Regions from separate parts of the Mus musculus genome. Here region 2 is linked to region 1. The links are chromatin contacts, called in public Hi-C maps. All regions are on one chromosome and are shown on one strand. The core of a region is the stretch at or near the end of the contact, and the rest is flanking DNA. Distances in the headings are between cores, read along the strand shown.

Region 1 (3,422 bases), core at 529-3,028:
TGCGCCCAGCGGCACCGGGCACAAACCACCCAGTTCTCACACGCCAACGCCCTTAACTTCCTAAAGCTGGAGCTATAAACTTCGAAGGACCGCTATTTTGCAAGAAAGTTTTCAGTTGGTGAGTGCTGTCGTCCAAACTAACTTTTCTGCCTCTTTAGGAAAACTTTTATACAGACAAAACATTTGAAAAGGTTAAAAACCCCCAAAGATTACAATTTTTGAACACAGAATAAAATTTAGTCCCTAGCTTCAAAGACTGTTTAGAATCTTCTAGATGAACTACAAAGGGGTGCGCTAGATACATCAGGAAAGAATAAACCACTCTCGCTTGGGTCTAACAACGGTACGCTTCATTACTTCTATGAAATTCCCTTCACACCCCAGCCACCCGCAACTCCAGGGGTGTTCGTAGCCCTGATGATGCCAAACTATTCTACCGGAGGTGGGACAGCTTGGTGACAATCCTGACATGCTTCGGCTCCCGGGAAGTTAATGGGAATTAAACCACAGCAGCCCTCCTTTGTGGCGCTTTGGCCGGAACAGCAAAAGGGAGACAATGAGCGGTCTGTGCGCAGTTCCACGCCGATTGGCTGGTCACCCCCACTCCCCGAAACCCCTGATGTCATGGACTTGGAATGCAGGCAGGGAGGAAGGAAAGAGAGGATTTGGGGAGGGGGGCGCCTCTCATCTCTTTTCCAGGCCAAAAGTCTGAAAGATAAACCCTGGTGCATTCTTGAGATGAGTACACAGCAAAGCAACGCAGCCAGATTCCAATCACTCCAAAATTGCAACCCGCCACAGCAAATAAACCTCGAACAAAAGCGACCCTGCCGAGATATCGTGACAATTCAACGCGCTGCAAACTTCTCAGGATTGCATTTCTAAGTCTCTCATCTACAGCTGATCCGGCTCGCAGGCTGCGCGTTCAGGCTTTGTCTGGGCTTCCCGCACCAGCGGCGATTGCATCAAGGCACCACCGACGGGCTCCCTTTCCGCCCGCGGGTCCCAGGGGTCGGCGGGACACTCTCCCATGGAGGAGGAGGAGGAAAGGAACAATGAGGGGCCCGGGTTGGCCACGTAACCGCCCAACTTCGCTTGTGGGAGGAGGGGGCCAGGATGGAATGGGAGGAGACGCAGGGTCCCGCGGCAGCCCCAGCCCAGGCGGATGGCGGGGGCGGCAACTCCCGGAGACCCAGCCGTAAGGCAGGGCCCCGCCTAAGGGCCACAGGCCACTCAGGAGCGCCCCCTTCCCGGAGGGGCGCACCCTACAGCCTTGGAGCGGGCCCTGCGGCGCTGCGGGACTCCAGGCGTCCGGGAACCCCCACCGCCCGCCGGGGCCGCGGCGCGGGAACAAAGCCAGCACCAACGCGTGCGAGCCAGGCTCCGCGAGCCGAGGAGCATCTCTCTCTCCCGCAGCCTCGACGTCTCTCCGCGGCGGCTCCCAGCGCCCCCACCGCCGCGGCAAACCCCCAGCCCGCCCGCGCGCGTACCTTGTTCTTAACTTCGGCGGAGAGCCCGTAGGAAGGGCCCTTGTTGAAGTGGGTCATGGCTGTTTGGACGACTGGAAGAGTTCTAGCGGTCAGTCACCCTCGGTGTCCCTGCTCTTAGCCCCAGCGGCGGCCGCGCGGGTGATGCACGAGCTCGCTCCCCTGCGCGGCGCCGGAGAAGCCCGAACGCCGCAGACGGACGCGGATGATGCTTCGAGGTTCGCTAGGACTCGAGTCCCGCGGAGGCTCCGGGTCGCTCTGGACTGGGACCGGCTGCCCTGCTCGCTGCCCGCTCCGCGGCTCCGCACGCTCTGCCCCCAGCCTGGTCTCCCCCCACCCACCCCCGGGCCTCCAGGGATTGGCCGGCGAGCCCGACCAATGAGCGCCGCCTCCTCCCCCCTCGCCTGCTCCAAGGCTTCCCGGCCAATGGCAGCGCGGCGGGCGCGGCGCTCCCTCCCGCGGGGTCCCAGCCCCCGGCCCCGCCCTCACGCCACCTAGGACCTCGGCGCCCCTCCTCCCCGCTGGTCAGCGGGCTGCGACCGCCCCGCCCCGGCGCCTAGGGGCTTCTCAGCCGCCTTGGTTCTCATCAACTCCCAGGCATCTGTGGCGCTCCGACGGTGGAGGGGGACAGGAAGCTCCCCGAGCTGGCCCGCCGCTGACCGGCCACTCCATCCGTCTCCTCCCGGGCTACAGCGCGCCCAGATGTTGCGCTGGAAACCCGGGGAGCAGCCTTCGAATCCACGTGCCAGGCCGGGGGCGGGGGGGGGAGGCCTGCGTGGACATCTGCCAAGTCTCCCTCCCCACGCAGCTGCCGCACCTGTGGGGCTGACCTCTGCCTCGGTCAACGCTCTTTGCCAAAGTCCTGCTCATCCTGTCTAAACTTTGAATGCAGAGCGAAAGAAATTGGGAAAGTGTTGTGGCACAGCCAGGTTTTGGGGGGAGGGGGTACAGCTTTTTGGGTCCTTTTCTGGAGTCCCACCAGTTGCCCTTGGCAAGCACCTTCACCGGGGGTTCAGCCAGCCCAAAAGGCTAGGTAGTTTATTTGTTTTTAATTAGAGGACTGCCTTGACTGAGAAGTCTACCTGCTTTGGTTTGTTTTTTAATCTCTTTGAATCAGCACTCTGTATTCTTTTCCGTCCCCTTTCCTTTCTTCTGATCTCAAAGGCAAACTGATAGAGGAAAGGTGAGAACAGAGAGCACGCTGTCCCCTGCCTGTGTTCCTGGCACTACACTGGGCTATATGTCTTTGAAAGATTAGCTCATTCACTTTCCCAAAACTTACTCGGTAGACTTCAGATCCGTTTTAGTGGCTTGAAGGCTGCAACTCAGAGATTCCTAATAATGACAGCTATCACTGCCTCCAGAGTGTCACCGCTTGCCTTGGTGTCTTGGGGCACATCTAGGACAGGTTTTAGTCCTCTGGGTGTCAGTATGTTGGTTTATGTTTCCCAAATACAGCTGACATTCCAGAAGAGACTACAGGACCAGGGTCAGCCACTTGCATGGAAAAGAGAAGCCCAAATAGCCCAAGTTGAACCTTTCTGGGATAGAAATAAGGGAGTGTGGCATAGTGTCTCAAGCACTCTATCCCAGCACAAAGAGGATTGCTGTGTTGGGATAGAACCAGAGGTCTGCCTAAGCTACAGAGAAAAGAAAAAGGCACAGAATTTCTGTCAGCTGAAAGAATTTTTCATCAACGCTATAAGGTGCAATGTGATAGAGCAGTAACGAGTCAAATGGGCAGAAACGTGAAGTAACTTCCAATGATTTACTGATTGCTTCTGAAGGTACTCAGAATAATTAGGGCATTCTTTCCGCAGAAAGATGATGCAGCTGACCCAGTATGATGATACAAGCAGTTGGGGCTGTTTTTCCAGTCCTGTGATAGTGGCTCTCTGTCATCCACAAGACCAAACCCACTTTTTAGAACCAATA
Region 2 (3,422 bases), core at 353-2,852, 220 kb before region 1:
TAGAAGAAAGGCAAAGAATTAGAGTACCCATTACTATATGCTATATACTTACCAACATACGCAATATTACCAATTTGCTGTTCGGACAAGTTATCCTGACTTAGCTTGTATCTGTGGGGGTGAAAAGCAAAGATTTGTTTTATGCTGCTATGACAAGACACCTGATGCTGAAAACCTTTAGAAGCAAAAGGGGTCTAGTTAGCTCAGAGTTTGGAAGACTGGAAATCCTAGGACAAGCAGTTCTATGTGTTTGCCTCTGGGGAGGGCCTTCTGGCTAAGTCATTCAGTGATAAGTGACACCTCTGGTTAGAAGAGTGTGTGGGAGCAGCAGTAGTAGTGTGTGCAGAGAGGATCAAGCCATGAGAGAAGCCGTGAGAGCTCACATGGGGTTCACACTCGCCTCTGCACAGCAAGTCACTCTTGTTGAAGATTCTCTGCTTCCTCTAGTTCTAATCCTCTACGCCCCACTTCCTGAATACCTACCACTTTTCAGTATGGTTGCACTGGATGGGAGGTTTTGGGAGACACTATCCCATCCAAAGCCAGGATTCATCGCTGTGCCCCCAGGCCTGTTGTCTTTATTTGCTTTGCAACAATTAATAATAAATGTCAAAGAAAGGCAAGCAGTCTGTTTAAGTACCCTTCTCATCTCTGTGGCAAAACACTGCCTGAAACATCTTAAAGGAGTCAGGCTTTATTTTCCATCACATTCACAGAAGGTTCTCATGAGTGGTGCTTCTAGACAGTAGGGAGGCAAAGCATCCTGGCAGTGTGAACAACTGGCATGGTCTGTTCCCTTTAAGATACAGAGGATGTGGCCAGAAACTAGGCACAGCCCTCAACCCTTAAAGATGTTAGGGCTCCAGCTCTTCCTACCAGGCCAACTTTTATGGCCACAAGCTGGTGAAAGGGCCTTTGTAGCTGATCTTCCACTATTGGATGAGTGGTGGGGGACTCTCTGGTGTGTCTTCTGGGAGTCCCCAGGATCAGACAAAATCCCCACCTCTGTCACAAGGTCTGTAAACATCCTCATACTTGGATAGCAAAGCGCTGGCATGGTTAGCCTGCTTAATCACTACCCCACCCCTCCGAGGAGAAGGATGATTTCAGCCACTTGAGGAGGGAGAAACAGCCGTGACCTTCCTGCAAGGCTGATGATAACTCACTCCTTATAAGGAGAGGACAAACAAGGGCCCACGCTCAGGGCTCAGGAATGCACCTCTGTGTGTGTTCTTCCCAACTGCGCCCAGTAATTGGACTTTACACCTGAGGGCAGTCTTTTCTGTGGGCAGGAGGATGGGGGACATCCTCCCTTCCCACTGAGGAAGGCAGTAGTGATTACAGGGGGTAATCACAGCCATAAAGAGCCTGAATCAGCACCCCAGTTACACTGAACTTGATGGGAGGACTAAGAAACAAGCTCCCTGTTCACTGTAACGCCGACTTCACAATGATTTACTTATTATTTGACCAAAACAAAGTCAACATACACAGGACCAAAGTCAAACTGAGTTATTAACCACCAGTGACTTTAGCTATTATTCATACGTATGCTCCAGCAGGCATGCACTTAGGGCCAGTTAATATTTCTACTAACTCAGTAACTAAACCATTACGAGAGGCAAGTATTGAAGCTCAGGAAAAAAGGCCATTTTCCTGAGTTCTCTCAGCTGGTAAGTAAGAAACAGCTATGAATCCAACTCTCTCTGACTCCATAACCATCAGAAGCCCCCCAGAGGAGCTACAAACCCCCTAAAGCTCCCAGGAGACCAGGGGCCCCTGGGCTGTGCAGTATGAAGGTTGAGTTTAGCCTCTCCAGTGTGCTTCATGAGGAATTCCCAGAACTTAGGGACCAAATGGTGGGGTGTGTGTGTGTGTGTGTGTGTGTGTGTGTGTGTGTGTGAAGTTTACTTGCAGATATGTGCATATGCATGTATAGGCTGGAGGACAACATTGCCTGTTGTTTCTCAAGACTCACCCACATGTCCCTCAGTGGTGAGTAGGATAGGCTGGCTGGACAAGGAGCCCGGGTGTCTTGCCTGCCGCTGCCTCCCAGAACTGGGATCACAAACGCACAATGCCTCTTTTGGCTTTCATTTTTTTCAAAAGCAGGTTTTGGAAAGTGTCAGGGAATGCTTCTTTACCGCCTTAGCTATGACCCAGCCCTGTATTCCCTGCTAAACTGCCCTCCCTCTAATCACTCTGAAAAATACAGAACCAGAAAGCCAATCGCTGTAGGTTTCTTCTTCACTCAACACTGCAGAGCCCAGCTGCGGGGCCGTCCGAGGTCTTTATGTGAAATGCATCATGTCTCAGCCTCCTTGCGGAGTTGGCCTGCCAGCCTGTCCTCTGGCTGTTCTCACAAGCCACCCATGTTGCACCCTTTGGCTGCCCTCTCCCTATATTCAGTGCATAGTTGTCCAGAAAGTCTGCCCTGCCGTGACCCCCATTCTCTATTCATTGTGAACTTATTGCATATGCGAGACACAGTGCTGAGCTCCTGGGGTCAAGATCTCTGCCCTCTTGGGCAGATGCTCAGGACTGGAGAGAAAATAGCTACTGGTTTATACAATCAATCACTTTGCTGTGATTATATAAGCCCTTTAGAAATTTCAAAATTGCTAAGAGTGTGTCTGATGGAAACAGGGATGCGGGGCCTGCTCAAGGCTAGGATTGAGGAGATGTCTTCTTGGGGAAGAAGAGAAGATAGCCAAGGCTGAGAGAGGGGGAGGGAGAGGAAGGGGGAGGGGGAGGGGAGGGGGAGGGAGAGGAGAGGGAGAGGGAGAGGGAGAGGGAGGTGGCAGAACAAAGTCAAGAGGTCATCAGGAAGGGCCTCTGTGGAGCCACCTTCAGAATTCTACAAACGAGGAGCTTACACTGAAGGGTTTAAGTGGTGAATTGTACAAGTGCAGAAACAGAAGCAATGAATGATGCATGTGCCAATGGATTCTAAATGGTGCTGAGAATTAGCGAGGAGCTACCTATGGGGGCCTTTGGTCTCTCTCTGAAATAAGCTAAGTTGGCAGTAACTGGAAGGTGGGATTTGGGGAGACTCTCATATACGCTGGACTTGAATTCAGTATGGAGCCTAGAATGACCTTGAAGTTCTCAAATTCTCAAATTCCCCTGCCTCAATTTCTGAGGTGCTGAGATGACATACATGAGTCACCAGGCCCATTTATGGGGTGCTGGGGCTCAAACCCCAGCACCGTGTGCACTCCAGGTAAACACTCTACCAACTGAACTGCATTTCTAGGCCCAAAGATCAACTATTAAAAAGGCTACAGGAAGGTTTGTTTTTGAAGATTGGTCTGGTAATTCTGCCTGTCACCGCTACTAGAAGTCTGAAGCTAGAATTCTGGCATTGTTACTCCACACGAGTAGCCCACTCAGGCCTGCTCAGAGAGGAAGATCTGGATACC

What was found. A called contact is a pair of places that touch in the nucleus more often than the background predicts.
Region 2: a Hi-C map of Sertoli cells shows a contact between it and region 1, with 4 times the contacts expected there. The contact joins the promoter of A730020M07Rik here to the promoter of Cnn3 in region 1. A contact is called at or near these places in 1 of 39 promoter capture datasets (the 3T3-L1 cell line), 2 of 484 Hi-C or Micro-C datasets (the HL-1 cell line and Sertoli cells) and 1 of 115 datasets of contacts at active chromatin or transcription factors (pancreatic cancer cells).

The regions. Positions count from the first base shown.
Region 1 is chr3:121,424,897-121,428,318 of GRCm38.p6, reverse strand. It overlaps Cnn3 (calponin 3, acidic), which reads right to left and starts at 1,778. Exons shown (of 7, transcript NM_028044.2): 1 at 1,491-1,778. The coding sequence starts at 1,547.
Region 2 is chr3:121,644,633-121,648,054 of GRCm38.p6, reverse strand. A730020M07Rik (RIKEN cDNA A730020M07 gene) reads left to right here and starts at 1,602. Exons shown (of 3, transcript NR_036458.1): 1 at 1,602-1,673.